Linked DNA regions of Sus scrofa: region 2 is linked to region 1. A link is a contact called in public HiChIP or PLAC-seq data. All regions are on one chromosome and are shown on one strand. The core of a region is the stretch at or near the end of the contact, and the rest is flanking DNA. Distances in the headings are between cores, read along the strand shown.

Region 1 (2,676 bases), core at 72-2,571:
CGTGGTGTCTTTGGTGACTTGATGTCAAAAGTGGAAGAATAAAGTGAAATGTTTGGGGAGGAGGTAGAATTTATCAGAGTAATATTTGCTAAAATATCATTCTTATTGCAATAATAAGTCCTAGAGGGATTCAATCCTGAAGACAAATGCCGTTTCTTAATCCTTCCCAATAACTGCCTGGATTTCCGGTGGAACTGTGTGTGCCAAGAAAGGTTGTGCATCTGATGCTGATGGACCTTTTGCCCTCACAGTGTTATTATCCTAGGGCAGCTTGGAAGAAGGAAACATCGCTCAAGAGATGAGGGAGAGTCCCAAGTTTCTTTTACAGATGGGTGATCATTTTTGGTACCCTGAAGATGCTTTTATCCTCAGCTTCTTTGAAATGTCAGATCCCAGAGTGATTTCTTTTTTTTTTTTTTCTTTTCTTTGTAGGGCTGCACCTGTGGCATAGGGAAGTTCCTGGGATGGGGTCTAATTGGAGTTGCAGCTGCGACCTACACCACAGCCATAGCAACATGGATCCTAGCCAAATCTGTGAACTACTCTGCAGCTTGCAGCAACACTGGATCCTTAACCCACTGACTGAGGCCAAGGATCGAACCCAGATTCCTTGACACTTGCCGAGTCTCTGTTCATGTATTCCTTTCCCTCATTTGGTTTTCTAACTTCATCTGTTCTTCTATCCATCCATTCGCTCTTGGGTTCTTTGTAGTGAATCCTGACCATAAATGATTTTATGTCCTGTACTTAATTATTGGTAAACTGAGTGTGAGTTTGCAAAATATTTCTACAGCCTTGCACTGGGGGACTCTTCCAACTCAATAAATACCAGCAAAAGGACATTCTTACGTTAAAGTATGAATGTAGGAGTTCCCACTGTGGCTCAATGGGTTAAGAAACCAACATAGTATCCTTTGAGAATGTGGGTTGGATCTTTGGCCTCACTCAATGGGTTAAGGAAGTGGCGTTGCTGTGAGCTGTGGTGTAGGTCGGAGAAGTGGCTCAGATCTGGTGTTGCTGTAGTTGCTGGTGTTGTAGCCTGGCAGCTGTAGTTCCAATTTGACCCCTGGAAGGAACCTCCCTATGCCACAGGTGGGGCCCTAAAAAAAAAAAAAAAGGTATAGATGTAAATTGCTGAACTCTTTACCCTAGAGATGCAGCAAAAAGGTGCTTGCATAATGTCTGGCCTCTTTTGAAGCCCAAGAAATTGGCCCCGTCATTCTGCTCAGTCATGAGGCCAATGGGCCAGCCCTTCCTGAATGTCGCCTGACCTGAAGGGCATTGTGACTCAACGCTGGCTGACCTCGGCTCCTCCAGAGGTGATTCCCCGCTTAGGACAAAGCAGAGGGGGCAGGGCAGCTTCAAAGCCTCTCTTGGCCTGTGGAAAAGCACAGTCTGGAGTGGGGCCGCTGCCAAGTCCACCACATGAATGTTCATTTTGCTTGGCTCGTGGTCAAGCCGCAGCAGAAAACCAGGTTAAGAGTGAGTAGTAATGGGTTAGCCTGGCTCTTGGAGTTTGTCTGTAGACAGAGAGGGCTCGGGTCTGGACATCTTTAGGGGAGGCTGTGGGGTTGGTCATTGTGGGCTATTTTTCAGGGCAGTCTGGGACCAGGCAGGGATGCTTTATTGATTCCCATCTGGAATAGATCGAAGGGAAGAGTTTTAAACAGGCCCTTGATTCTTTCCTTTGTGCCATTGAAAGATCACTTAATTATCATTCAACTGCAGTGTCGCAGGCTGGCCGTCTCTCCTGTGGGCTCAGATGGATGGAAATTTGAGATGGCTGAAGAGGCCAGGATGGTATTATTAATTTTATTACTGATAGCGGTAGCCGCAGTGATAGTCGCAAAGAAACATAAAGCAGTTCGAAATGAAGGCTGCCGGGGAAGACGCTCCATCTAGAAATGTCCAAACCCACACAAGCTATGTATTTTCAGTTGCTGCAGCCCAGGTGGGTACTCAGCTGGCTTTGTTTTTTGCTACCTCTTTAAGGAAACCTGGCCTGGTATTAACTATGTGCTGCCCATTTTCTCATCTTCTCCCTCACTATGCAAATCTAAACTTATCCAGGGTAATAAAAACGTTCCTCCTAGAATCCGTGTGGTTTAAGAAGTAGTACCCGCGGCATAGCTGAGACAGGGTAATGAACATATAAAAACGGGTTTTGAGGCGTTCCCGTCGTGGCTCAGTGGTTAGCGAAACCGACTAGGAACCATGAGGATCCCTGGCCTCGCTTAGTGGGTTAAGGATCCGGTGTTGCCGTGAGCTGTGGTGTAGGTTGCAGACACGGCTCGGATCCCTTGCTGCTGTGGCTCTGGTGATGGCTGGCGGCTACAGCTCCGATTCGACCCCTAGCCTGGGAACCTCCATCTGCTGCGGGAATGGCCCAAGAAATGGCAAAAAGACAAAAAAAAAAAAAAAAAAAAGTGTTTTGAGTGAGAACCCTGTACTAACCCTTGTGCTAGGACAGTGAGGCCTGGAGAGGTCTATTCCAAGGGGGAGGGAGTTCGAAGCTCCCAGCGGTTGACTCTGGAGAATGACTGAGGACACACCCTTCATATGCTTGGAGGAAACAGTGAGGTCAAGAGGGAGTGAATCAATGCAAAGGAAGGAGCAGGAACGGAATGAGGGAGAGAAAAGTGGCTTCTCAATTTCCCGAGTGCCCAGGAAAGAGGA
Region 2 (2,676 bases), core at 81-2,580, 210 kb after region 1:
TACATTTCTAAAAATAGGTGATAGATGCTAGGGCAGAGTTATGTCCAGAGTCCTGTGGGGACACAAAGAACCCAGACTGGAGGTGGGAGAAGGTGAGAGAAGGCTCTGGATGGGGACCAGCCTGGCCAAGTTCGTGATGTACATGGTCAGGCACATGCATGGAACAGAGAACCAGAGCTTCCTGCTCTCAGCCTTCTGGAGCTTTCCAGGTGGCGGCAGTGGAGTTGGCCCTTCATGATGTTAATAGCTCAGGTCATCCTGAGCTCTTTCTCCTCCCTCAGCCTCCCCGGTGCATCAGCTACTGAGAAATACTTCGCATCTGTCCACCTCTTCTCTAGCTCTGCTGCTGCTTGGTTCAGACCTCTCATTTCTTCCCTGGATAATGGAGAAACCTCTCCTAGTGGCTCTCCTGGCCCCTGTCTGTATGCCACCTCCTCCTACCCTAGTCTCTCCTGCACTTTGCTGAGATCTTCTAAAAAGGCAGGTTTGACCCCGCTGTCTTTCTTCAACTTGCCCCTTGATCCTTCACAGATTCTGGGATCTCACGCTCATAAAGCAGCCTGCCTGCCCACGCCACCCCCCTTCCTCCCACGACAACTCTTAGGCATTGTTATCTGGAATTTTTTTCTTACAGATGCCACTCTTCTTATCAAACAAAGGATGGATGATGATGTAGAGAAGGAAAAATCCCTGCTGGGGATTTAGTAGTTGATTGTCAGCCTGTTACTTTGCAAATAATCTAACTCGCTGCTCCTCTTTCTGAGAGTAAATGTCCGTATTCCATATTATTTGAGGTGAAATTTTCGAAATTAAGGCATTTCAAGGCAAATAGTCTTTTCTTCTTCTTCCTTTTTTTTTTTTTTTTTTTTTTTTTTTACTGCCCTTGGGGATGTTTCCTTTTATAAATATTCCTGATGGATGTTTCTAACAGTAGATTGGTCTCCACACAGAGGACTTAAGAATCTGGCATTAATTTGTGTACTTGTCTATTTCAAATCCGGATGCACTTTACCTTAATACAATACACACTGTTCTAAAAATGCTGCATTGACCAAACAGCCTTTATTTGCTTTGGCTAAACTTGGAGTTAATGGATGGACTTGATGTACCATAAGATAGAAATAACCCTGAGCGATAGACCTGAGAGATTCACTTTAGGACATACTACATACTATCCTCCCGTCTCTTCCACGATTTATATTTTTATGGTATTTTTCTATGATAGAGTAGTAATCAGTAATCCCTTTGAGTCAATAAGAGGCGATGGTTTCAGCTTGTTTATTTTCAGAAATGTTTGTACGGTACACGCATTGCAGAAGCGAATATACTGTCGTCTGGCTCCCTCTGGTGGACAGTTATATGAAAAAATCAAACTACATAAGAGTCTTGTGGGGAGGGCACAGCTTGTGAATAGTTCTGGTGTTTTAGTATTTGTGTTAAAGTAAATGAGAGCAACAGCACATGTGTAGCCATGCTAATACTGCTGCTATTTATCTTTTTATAAATAGTGACACTGCTGGGACCACAGTGAAAAAAAAAAAAATTAGAGGCTGACTCCACCCTGTAACTTTAAAACAGTGCCAAGTCAGGACAAGGCTCATACTAAAATTCAACAATGCGGTTAATTCATGAGCCCAAATATTACTCCACGGATTATTCTGGAGTCTTCCAGTAGCTGGACTCTTCACTCAATAATGCATATTTTCAGAAATTTAGCAAATGATTATTTTTATCCTGAATCAGTTTTTTTTTGTCTTTTTGCCATTTCTTGGGCTGCTCCCGCAGCATATGGAGATTCCCAGGCTAGGGGTCGAATCGGAGCTGTAGCCACCGGCCTACGCCAGAGCCACAGCAACGCAGGATCCCAGCCGCGTCTGCAACCTACACCACAGCTCACGGCAACGCTGGATCGTTAACCCACTAAGCAAGGGCAGGGATCGAACCCGCAACCTCATGGTTCCTAGTCGGATTCGTTAACCACTGCGCCACAAAGGGAACTCCTGAATCAGTTTATTTTGATAAATTTAGTATTTGTTCATACATCATCTCCTGAATTTACACACTCACTAAAGATGTGCTGTCTTTATTATGGAAATGAATTGATATCAGGTGTTATCTTGGTGGTGGTTTCTCGCTCTTCAACCAGGAAGAAGTTGCATGAAGGCTTCCAATTAAATTTCTTTTGTATATAATCATTGTATTTTATATGTTAATAAAAGTTTACATTTATTATGTCCATCAACAGAGGAATGGATAAAGAAGTGAAAAAATGATACAAATGAACTTATTTACAAAGCAGAAACATACTCACAGACTTTGAAAACAAATTTATGCTTTCCAACGGGGAAGGGTGGAGGGGAGAGGGAAGTACTGGGGGGGCTGGGACTGACACATGCACACTTTTGTGTATGGGATGGGTGATCCACAGGAACCTGCTGTGTAGCACAGAGAAATCTAGAGAGTGTTCTGTGACGACCTCTATGGGAACGGATGTGTGTGTATGTGTGGCTGAATCACCTTGCTGTGCAGCATAAATTAGCCCAACATGGTAAATCAACTCTACTGCGATGGGATTCTTTTTTAAAGTTCACATCTATTGAGTTAAGCATTTGTTGATGGGCGTTATCGCATTTACTTTTCCCAGTAACTCCGAGAGGCAGGTGAGTGGTTGTTACC

What was found. HiChIP or PLAC-seq counts read pairs in DNA pulled down with a chosen protein or histone mark.
Region 2: an H3K27ac HiChIP or PLAC-seq map of alveolar macrophages shows a contact between it and region 1. The contact joins two enhancer-like sites. A contact is called at or near these places in 1 of 47 Hi-C or Micro-C datasets (embryonic fibroblasts) and 1 of 2 datasets of contacts at active chromatin or transcription factors (alveolar macrophages).

The regions. Positions count from the first base shown.
Region 1 is chr4:111,781,465-111,784,140 of Sscrofa11.1, forward strand. All of the region lies in intron 3 of LOC106510207 (a long non-coding RNA gene), which reads left to right. Among named protein-coding and RNA genes, the nearest start is that of VAV3, 42 kb to the right of the region's middle. Within about 2 kb of position 1,322, at least 12 of the 83 cell types and tissues checked have an H3K27ac peak or open chromatin away from gene starts, as enhancers often do. A contact at or near this core is called in alveolar macrophages, where this site is marked.
Region 2 is chr4:111,987,556-111,990,231 of Sscrofa11.1, forward strand. The region is part of intron 2 of VAV3 (guanine nucleotide exchange factor VAV3); the gene reads left to right. Among named protein-coding and RNA genes, the nearest start is that of VAV3, 160 kb to the left of the region's middle. Within about 2 kb of position 1,331, at least 3 of the 83 cell types and tissues checked have an H3K27ac peak or open chromatin away from gene starts, as enhancers often do. A contact at or near this core is called in alveolar macrophages, where this site is marked.